Linked DNA regions of Sus scrofa: regions 1 and 3 are each linked to region 2. Evidence: chromatin contacts called from public Hi-C and promoter capture Hi-C data. All regions are on one chromosome and are shown on one strand. The core of a region is the stretch at or near the end of the contact, and the rest is flanking DNA. Distances in the headings are between cores, read along the strand shown. Region 1 holds the start of LRP10 (LDL receptor related protein 10). Region 2 holds the start of DAD1 (defender against cell death 1). Region 3 holds the start of CDH24 (cadherin 24).

The links. Promoter capture Hi-C pulls out the DNA fragments that hold promoters and counts their contacts. A called contact is a pair of places that touch in the nucleus more often than the background predicts.
Region 1: a promoter capture Hi-C map of fetal liver shows a contact between it and region 2, with 2.6 times the contacts expected there. The contact joins the promoter of LRP10 here to the promoter of DAD1 in region 2. A contact is called at or near these places in 3 of 5 promoter capture datasets (fetal liver, fetal skeletal muscle and liver), 4 of 47 Hi-C or Micro-C datasets (blood, epiblast stem cells, omental adipose tissue and 1 more) and 1 of 2 datasets of contacts at active chromatin or transcription factors (alveolar macrophages).
Region 3: a contact with region 2 is called in a Hi-C map of blood, with 3 times the contacts expected there. The contact joins the promoter of CDH24 here to the promoter of DAD1 in region 2. A contact is called at or near these places in 2 of 5 promoter capture datasets (fetal liver and liver) and 4 of 47 Hi-C or Micro-C datasets (alveolar macrophages, blood, omental adipose tissue and 1 more).

What each region holds. Positions count from the first base shown.
Region 1 is chr7:76,156,609-76,160,143 of Sscrofa11.1, forward strand. It overlaps LRP10 (LDL receptor related protein 10), which reads right to left and starts at 1,897. Exons shown (of 7, transcript NM_001143715.1): 1 at 1,699-1,897; 2 at 1,245-1,289; 3 at 599-734. The coding sequence starts at 1,726.
Region 2 is chr7:76,430,549-76,433,782 of Sscrofa11.1, forward strand. DAD1 (defender against cell death 1) reads left to right here and starts at 1,492. Exons shown (of 3, transcript NM_213944.1): 1 at 1,492-1,760. The coding sequence starts at 1,550. ABHD4 (protein ABHD4) reads right to left here and starts at 1,288. Exons shown (of 7, transcript XM_021099270.1): 1 at 1,179-1,288.
Region 3 is chr7:75,990,149-75,993,192 of Sscrofa11.1, forward strand. CDH24 (cadherin 24) reads left to right here and starts at 1,757. Exons shown (of 12, transcript NM_001243615.2): 1 at 1,757-2,061; 2 at 2,240-2,534; 3 at 2,730-2,849; 4 at 2,924-3,044. The coding sequence starts at 1,861.

The sequences.
Region 1 (3,535 bases), core at 647-3,146, 270 kb before region 2:
ACAAGAACTCACCAACCCCTTGCAATGCCCATGGTGAGACCTGAGATCACCATGGTATTCTGATGCCTCTGTTCCACACTCTCTCCTTCGGATTGCCCCTCCCTTCACCGACCTCTTTCTGGGTGAATTCATGGGAAGTGAACTGTGTGAAGCCAAGAGCCAGGTACTTAACATGGGCCCTACCTCACGGCCCAAGGTCGGAGAAGCCCGGGGAGACCTGGACTGTTTAAAAAATCTGGGGAGGCTGAGGAAGGTTCTAAGCTGGTGAAGGAATAGCTTTGAATCCCAGGCAAGGATGTGCAGTGGGTTGAAGGACTCCTCAAAGCAGCTGTATTGGAGCCCAAGGACTGTTTATAGAGTGACTGTTGTCCTTCAGAGACAGCAGGACCCAAGCTAGGTGTCCAGTCCAACCCAGGTCCAATTCACTGTGTCCAGCCCAGAACATGCCAGGCTTTTAGGGCAGATTAGTCCAAATTTAATTTCATTCTTCTCCCAGTTGACAGGGATGGAAATACCATGGAGAAGTGACCCCTGAAGGGTTTTCCACGGTAGAGCAAGAAGGGTGAGGAAAGGAATAGGGTCTTGCCCCGCTTCTCACCTGATGGTTACAGTCTGCTCCTTGCTGCCCAGGATGAGCCAGGTGCAGTTGGCAGGGGAGATGCGGCTGTCCCGGCCCAGGGGCCTCTGTATGGTGCCCTGCACTTCCAAAAGCACTGCTGGGGGGTCCTCACAGGCTGGAGAGAGGAAGGTAAGGACATCAGTTGCGAGCCTCTTACCATGCCACTCCTCCCCAGGCTTCATGCTTCCAAGGGCCTGGGCTCTTCAAGAAGGAGCACAGAAACTCCCCCTTCCCAGCCACACACACTCTGGAGGCAGAGTCGTCAGTGGGCTCCCCTTCTCACCACACTCATCGTTGTTCCACCTTAGGTATCAACACCACAAACAAAATGAGGTCTGCTTTGTGCCAACCACTGGGCCAGGAGGAACGGGAAATACGATCTCTATCCTCAAGGAGATTACATTTGGGCGAGGCGAATCAAGGATGGATATTGGGGGGGCAAATAGTACATAACTACCAAGTGAGGGCCCACGCTGGGTTTCAGTTTCTGTCTGTAAAACAGAGGATGGCTGATCTCCACTCGAAAACTATGGAAGGTACCAGAGGAAGTCAAGGAAGAGAGTCTTTCTCTAGGGTGCTCTCTCATTACCAAGCCCATGGGACCCCAGAGGCATCCTCTACTCACCATGATTTGGGAAAAGGATCCGGTCTTGGTGGGCCAGAGCGCCTCCTAGAGGAAGAGCGAGAAAGGGCAAGAGTCACACTTCGGAGTTTTCTCCACCTGAGCTTCTCAAGGAGGAAAGGGAACCATCGGCGGCTTCCGGGTAGTTTACGAGAAGGGTGGTGGAACAGGGGGAGGCAGCGGTGTGTGACCTCAAAGGAAGGTCCTCCAGTGCGGCTTGTAGGATGGGTACGGTGATCTAAGGAAGCCAGAGCGAGTATGAGGGCCGAGGGGAGCGGCTGTAGATTTCCCGAGGGTTGGGGCAGGCAGCGACCAAGGCGACGGCAGGGGCCGCGGGGCAGGGGAGGACAGGGTAGGGGTGAGAGGCCCCATAGGGGGAAGGGAGCTAGAGGACCTGGGCGCGGTGACAGCCCTGGGAGCGGGGTCCCGGGCGAGTAGCCTCGTTTCGATTTCTTACCCAGGAGGAGAAGGATGGCCGGCAGCATCGTGAGCCGTCCCGAGGCGCAGGAAGAGTCCCGGAGCTTCGATCGTCTACCCAGTGGGGAGGCGGCGCCACTCCGGGTATCCTGGCTCCTCAGTGCCGCCTCCCCGAGGGGGCTCCATGGCCCAGACTCCTCGACCGAGGCTCCGGATGCCAGGGCTGGGGGCTGGTGGGGGGCGGCGGCGGCCCGGGAACCGGGGCGGTGCCTCTCGCCAACTTTGGAGTTGTTCTCCCCGGCCGCCGCAGCGCTCTCTCCAGAGGCTGACCCCCGAAGCCCAGGGAGTTGGCTCGAAGTCCAGCGCTGGGGCGCGCCCTCGCCTAGAGCCCGCCCGCAGGCCGCGAACGTCCGGGTCCAGGCCTGGCCGCCACCTGCCGAGGCTTGAGGCCACTTCCTCTTCGGGCCAAACTTTGCCGACTGTCAGCGCCCAGAGCCGGCCCGGGCGCTGCCCAACTTCTCCAGCGCCTCCAGCCCCGGAACGCGGGTAGAGGAGCTGGGGAGGAGGGGACTGGCGACTCGGCCCAGCGCTCGAGCCCTCGCCCTGGCTGTACCCCAGCCAGCCCAGGGGTTGGAGGAACCCGGGTGGAGGAGGGGGAGGGTGACGAGCCTGGCCCCACCCCTGCCAATCAACGCTTACCACGCCCACCTTCCCATCTTAACCCCTTTCAGGTCCTACCGCGCCTTGTCCCTCGGGCTCTCAGGGCGCTCAGCCTCCACTTGTAACTCTGCTTTGTTTAGTACTTCCCGTGTAACACATGGGTTACAGGACACATTTGTCAGAAGACAATTGCATATTCCATAATTGTTATGTCTTTCCTTTGGCTCCTTAAGCTCTCAGTACTTTTCTTGTCCCGGTGTCTGACATCCGGTAACACTTTTTGTCGTGAGCCTCTATTACAGCAATTACTACCCGGTGTTATAAATATTTGTTTACTCGTCTTTCCCGCCCCCGCCCCGCCCCTTCTGTGGAAACTGAAACTTCCTGTAGGTTGAGGCCTAGACTGTTTACCTTTGCACCCACAAGGCTTCTCTCCTGCTGAGACACAGTAACTCAATAAACGAATAATTGTACCTTGGCTATTTGCAGGCTATGTGACCTTGAGAAAATCATTTCACCTCTCTGTGCATTAACTCTGTTAAATGGAGTTAATAATGGCACAATACTTCTTAAGGTTGTTGTCATCATTTAGGGAGATGATGTAAGTTGAGCATCTAGGAAGTGCTTCATACCTGCTTACAATGATTATTATTAGTTACAGGAGTTATTTCTGATTTAGGTGGGCTTGGGGTTACCGATTCCCTGTGGCACTTATAGGTAATAATAGTAAACAACAATAATAGCAAATACTTTTTGAGCTTTTTTTCACATTTCAGGCATAAATCTAAGCACTTTTCAAATATTTGCTCTTTTACTTCTCTCCACCATCTTGTGAGGTAGTTATTATTGTTACTCACATGTTACAGATAGGGAAACTTAGGCACAGAGAAGTTTAGTATTGCCCAAGATCATGGATCTAGTAAATGTTGAAACAGAGAGAGCTAGAGAACCTGGGTGATCTGACTCTGGACAGAGTTCATTCAGAGCCTTACCACTCTCTCCTCTCTACAAACAGTTTTCTGTTCATGACATTTGTTGTTGCCATCAGTTTTGATGTGTTCAAAACTGGGATCTCAGCAGGGCCATAGACTTGGCCATAAAAAGGCTCTTCTTTCACTTGGCCCTCAGTCCCATGCCAAGGAAACTTGGTTCCTGGGTCTCTATGCTTCCTACTGCAGCCCTTGAGATTGACGAGAGGAGAAACAGAACCCTAAATA
Region 2 (3,234 bases), core at 242-2,741:
GGATCGTTAACCCACTGAATAAGGCCAGGGATCGAACCTACATCCTCATGGATGCTAGTCAGATTCGTTAACCACTGAGCCACCACGGGAACTCCTGGTTCCAGTGTGAACACAAACAACAAATGAAAACTAAGGAAGGTTTACTTGCTGTTTTAGGAATTTTGCTTGAGTGGCTAGGATAGTTTAAAGTTACTAATAAGTTGAAAAAGTACCTGGTTATATGCTACTTGCAGCTGAAAGTGCGATGAGCTAGGTCTGTTAGATCAGATTCACCTAAAATAAAAGGGCAGCAGGAGTTCTCTTGTGGCACAGTGGGTTAAGGATCTGGCATTGTCACTGCAGTGGCTTGGGTTGCTGCTGTGACCTGGTTTGATCCCTGGCCAGGGTAATTTCCACAAGCCTCTGGCATGGGAAAAAAACAAAACAAAACAAAAAACGCGGCAAAAGCCAGAAACTAAGGTGGACCTTATTTTTCAAAAAGGTTAAAACACTAAATACAAGTAACTAATTCCACTTGTTAAAATACAAAACCTTAAACCTTCATTTTCTTCTGCAAAATAAATCGGAAGGGGTAGAGTTTGAACCAGGCACCAGGCAATGCTCTTTCAGGCCTTTCAGCACTGACATTCTGGGATAGTTCAACAACAGGTTCAAGATGCTAGGTTGGGAGTAGCACGCTGCTAAACTTGATCGTATACTCTATGCAATTTAATCGACTTTCTCACCCCACGCCCACCCCCAGCTCTTTTAAGACTATCAGATTCACCGAAGAATACCTACAATTGACTAACTACAATTCAAAAAATGTGGAGGAGCCCAATAAATGTCTGCTGAATGAATACCTGAGGTTTGATTCTATCGCTCTTATTAATAAGCGTCCCCAAGTCTAGATCCTAAAGCCAGTTCAGGACCGGGTAAAGTCGAGCTCCCCCACTCCGCCCCACACCTCCCACCCCCAATAACCACGTCTAAACTGGTGCCCGCTCAGACACTGATCGGGTGGTTCCAACTTTGGGGCAACCTGACTTGCTCCAATGATCTGGGACGGATCGCAGTTAGCGCCCTTAACAGAATTAGGACCGAACAAGTACTGAACCCGGAGAGCGCCAGACATTGCCCTATAGCAGATCTAAATAGTATATGTTTGAGAACGTGAGTGAACCAAAGAGACTCCAAACCTCGGAGTAGCTTCGCTATTGGCTGTAAAGCCTCTCCCGGTCTTCCTCCCGCACTATCTTGTTGCTAGAGCAACTGTGGGCGTCACCAACCTGACGGCGGAAATGGAACAAAAAGAGTACACGTCTCCAGCACAGGGAAAGATCCGTTGCGCAGGCGCACTAGCTTTCTCTGGCTGTAGTTCTCATTTTGAGGATGTATTCTGCGTCTGCGCATTGGTTGTTTCGCGCCTTGGTCGGTCTATACGCCTGCGCAAATCGGGGAGGACGGAGCTGGGCTGTACCGCTGCGCATGCGCTAAGACTACATCCGGTGTGGTCGTCTGGTACTCTAGGAGCTTGGGGTACGCCGGCCGAAGTACCAAGTTTATAGTCATGTCGGCGTCGGTGTTGTCGGTAATCTCCCGGTTCTTAGAAGAGTACTTGAGCTCCACTCCTCAGCGTCTGAAATTGTTGGATGCATATCTCTTGTATATACTGCTGACCGGGGCGCTGCAATTCGGTTACTGTCTCCTCGTGGGGACCTTCCCCTTCAACTCTTTCCTCTCCGGCTTTATCTCTTGCGTGGGGAGCTTCATTCTAGCGGGTAATGATTCAGTAATAATCTCCATAATAATGTGTTTCTTTGGTGCGCTGCTTTTATTCCCACAGTGCTCGTCTCTTTGTATCAGAACACTGCCTTGTCAAGTTATGAGAGGAGCCTGCATTGCTCTCTCTTTGTGAATGGGGAAATGGAGGGTCAGACAGGTGGCGTGCCTGTTACTGGAGAATCACCAAGGAGCTGGAATTAAATATAGAAACCACTTTCATGCTGCTGTGCAACCTGGTGATCCTCTTCACTTTGTATATATAGTCCAGGGAAAACTTCTTCCCAATTTCCACCTAGCTTTAACACAACTTTGAAGTTGGTAGACTTTTTTTTTTTATTTTTAAACTTACTATAGTTGACTTACAATGTTTTATTAATTTCTGCTGTACAGTAAAGTGATCCAGTTATACATATGTATGTGTATATGTATATATATATATATATATTCTTTTTTACGTTATCCTCCATCGTGTTCCATCACTGATGATTAGATATAGTTCCCTATGCTATACAGCAGAATCTCATTGCTTATCCACTCTAGGGTTAGGTGCTATAGTTTGCATCTACTAACCCCATACTCCCAGCCCATCCCACTCCCTCCCCTTCTCCCTGTTCTCCATGTCCATGGGTTTGTTTCTTTTCTGTAGATAGATTCATTTGTGCCATTATTCCAGATATAAGCGATATATGGTATTTGTCTTTCTTTCCTTTTTTTTTTTTTTTTTTTTTTTTGCTTTTTAGGGCCACACCCACAGCATATGGAATTTCCTAGGCTGAGAGTCGAATTGGAGTTACAGCTGCTGGCCTACACCACAGCAACGCTAGATCCAAGCTGTGTCTGTGACCTACACCACAGCTTGTGGCAACACTGGGTCCTTAATCCACTGAGCAAGGCCAGGGATCAAAGGTGAGTCCTCATGGATGCTAGTTGGATTTGTTAATGTGAGCCATAATGGACACTCCATTTTTTTTTGTTTGTTTTCTCTTTCTGACTTACTTCACTTAGTATGAGAGTCTTTGGTTCCATGCATGTTGCTGCGAATGACATTTAATTTGTTCTTTTTTTTGGCTGAGTAGTATTCCACTGTATATATACACCATGTCTTTTTTTTTTTTTTAAGGCCACCCTCAAAGCTTTGGAGATTCCCAGGCTAGGGGTCCAATTGGGGCTACAGCTTCCGGCTTACATCACAGCCACAGCAACGTGGGATCTGAGCCGAAACTGTGACCTACACCACAGCTCACGGCAACGCGAGATCCTTAGCCCACTGAGTGAGGCCAGGGATTGAACCCGCAACCTCATGGTTCCTAGTGGGATTCATTTCTGCTGTGCCATAATGGGAACTCCAACGTCTTCTTAATCCATTCATATGTTGATGGACATTTAGGTTGTTTCCGTGTCTTAGCTGTTGTGAGTTAGTGCTGCAATGAACATAAGGGTGCATATATCTTTTTCTCTTTTTTTTTGGTT
Region 3 (3,044 bases), core at 507-3,006, 440 kb before region 2:
TCCTCCGCAGGCGGAGCCTCCTTCCCCCGCCCCCTCCGTCTCGCTCCCTTGTTCTCAGCCGGGGCCGCTCAGACCTGCAGCGGAGCCGCGGCGCCCGCTCGGATCGGCTCGGGGCTGTGCCCCCCTGGGACCCGGCGGCTGGGGCCGGCGGAGACCGTCCCCGCCGGGCTGGGCCCCTCGGCACTGCCAGGTAAGGGCTTCTGCTCCGGAGCCCGCGGTCGGGAATTCGCGCAGGGGCAGCAGGGGGCCCGCAGCCTGCGGGTATCTTCAGAGCGGTGAGCGGTGCGCTCCGCGGCTGGGAGCCCACTGCCGGCTCCCTTCTCCCGCGCTCTCCAGCTTTCCCTTCTTCCCTCGCACCTCTCTCCCTCTTTTAACCATTTTCCTCTCCCTCGATCTCTCTTCACCCAGCCTTCTCTCTGCCTGTTTGCCTTCTCTGCCCCTTCCCTCTGTCTCCCCAACCCTTCTCTCTCCTTCTTACCCTGTCTTGCTCCATCTCCTCTTCCTCTTTGCTGTTTTCTTCCTCCACCTCTCTCTCCTTTCCCGTCTCTTCCTTTTCCCGCTCTCCTTTCCTTCCCCTGTTCCTTCTCTCTCCTCTCCCCTTCCCTTTCCCACTCTCCTATTTCCCACTCCTCTCTCCCTTTCCTTCTCCCTCCTCGTCCCGCCTCCCTCTCCGGTCGCCGGCTCGCCTCCGGCTTCCCTCTTCCCTCGGGAAGGAAAGGACTGTCAGGTGTGTGTCTGCTCTGGGGGAGGAGAGGCGCAGCCACAGCCACCTGGGGGGACCCCCTAGGAGGAGAGGGAGAAGACAGTGGTGGGAAGGGTCCTCTCTCTAGCTTCCATCCCACAGCCCCTCCTGGCTGCCCCCTCTCCCAGAATGAAGTTCTCCTCCAGGGTGGCCTGGTCTAACCCCCTCAGCTGAAGCTGCCCCTTCCTGTCCATCACACATACTGAAAGCCCCTCTGCCCTCTCAGCCACCCATTCTCTAGCCTGGTACCCATATGACTCCTCTCTGCTTTTCAGACACCCAGGCTGCCACCTTGGGTCTCTTTCCTTCTGTCTCTTGCTGCCATTCTGTCTCTGTCTCTGCAGCCAGTCCCTGAGTCTTGGTCTCAACCTCAATCACGCTGTGTCTCTAGCCTCTGGGTCTGCCTCTGCTCCCCCTCCCCGGTCTCCTGGCCTCTGCCACCCCTCTTCTTCCAGCTCTGGCCCCTACAATGCCTCATGAGTCCAGGTCTCCCTTCAAGGACTTCAGCTAGCAGTGTGTTAGGGTCAGTTTCTGGAGAGGCGGGGTTCTCTGTGGAGGAGGGACTTTCACAGGCTTTCAACCCTGTTTGAGGCTGCACTCCTTGTCCTCTCACCCTGACCCTAGGCACCCTCAGATCACACCTCCAGGAGTCCAGATCCCTTTATTTTAAGCCCTTTCCCTGGTAGCCCCCATTTCCTCCAGCCCCCAGCTGCATGCCCACCCTGGGAGAACAGGAGCCAGATTTGAGGTTCCCAGCCCTCCCAGCATACCCTCTCCTATTTTCTCCCCAAGCTTCTCTACTCACTTGACTGGCCGGAGATTTATCAGCTTGGAGGGCTGGAGGTGAATACAGGCAGAGCCTGGGTGGAGGGAAAGATCAGACTGCTTTCTGTCTTAGTCTGGTTTCTGGTCACTGGTGTTTCTGGTTCCTCGGAGGTCTGATCTTGAGCATCTAACTTTGGAGGGGGGAGGGTTAAGGGTTTCCTTGACCCTGAACAGCTACCTCTCCTGCAGGTGTGGATCCATGGGGTAGTCCCAAAGCATCTGCCCCTCTGCCCCAGGCAGCTCATGCCTTAACACCCAGGGGCAGTGAACAGAGCCCTGGCTGGTGCCCAAACATGTGGGGCCTGGTGAGGCTCCTGCTGGCCTGGCTGGGTGGCTGGGGCTGCATGGGGCGCCTGGCAGCCCCAGCCCGGGCTTGGGCAGGGTCCCGGGGAGGCCCAGGACCAGCACTGCTTCGGACCCGAAGGAGCTGGGTGTGGAACCAATTCTTTGTCATTGAGGAATATGCTGGACCAGAGCCCGTCCTTATTGGCAAGGTAAGGATCAAGCCTCCCATGTCTACCCTGACTCTCAAGGCTCTGCCCTGCAACTTCACTTCTGCAATGACCTTGGTCCCTCAGAACTCCCAACACTCCACCGAGGCCCAGACTTAGACTCTTTAACTTTCTGTCCCTGCGCTTGGAACCCGCTGCCATCTTTCCCTGACCCGTACAGCTGCACTCGGACGTGGACAGGGGTGAGGGCCGCACCAAGTACCTGCTGACGGGAGAGGGGGCAGGCACCGTATTTGTGATCGATGAGGCCACAGGCAATATCCATGTCACCAAGAGCCTGGACCGGGAGGAGAAGGCCCAGTATGTGCTACTGGCCCAAGCTGTGGACCGAGCCTCCAACCGCCCCCTGGAGCCCCCATCAGAGTTCATCATCAAGGTGCAAGACATTAATGACAATCCACCCATCTTTCCCCTCGGGCCATACCACGCCACAGTGCCCGAGATGTCCAACGTCGGTGAGTATCCCGAGTCCGGACATCGTGGATCCCACCTCCTAGAGCGCCCTCCCTCACCTCTCCCTCCCCCACCCCTTTCTGCCCCGGAAGCCACCTCCCTCAGTTCAGCCCCACTCATGTCTGGGTCCTGATCGTCTGCTGTTCTTCCCTACTTGGCTCTGCCCCTGCTGAGTGGGGTGCCGGGATCCCCCACAGGGACTTCAGTGATCCAGGTGACTGCTCATGATGCTGATGACCCCAGCTACGGGAACAGCGCCAAGCTGGTGTACACCGTGCTGGATGGACTACCTTTCTTCTCTGTGGACCCCCAGACTGGTGAGGCTAGAGCTCAGGAGCCGGGTGGGGCTGCCTTGGGACCAGGCACCCTCTGATCCATCATCTCTCCCTAGGAGTGGTGCGGACCGCCATCCCCAACATGGACCGTGAGACGCAGGAGGAGTTCTTGGTGGTGATTCAGGCCAAGGACATGGGTGGCCACATGGGGGGGCTGTCGGGCAGCACTACGGTGAC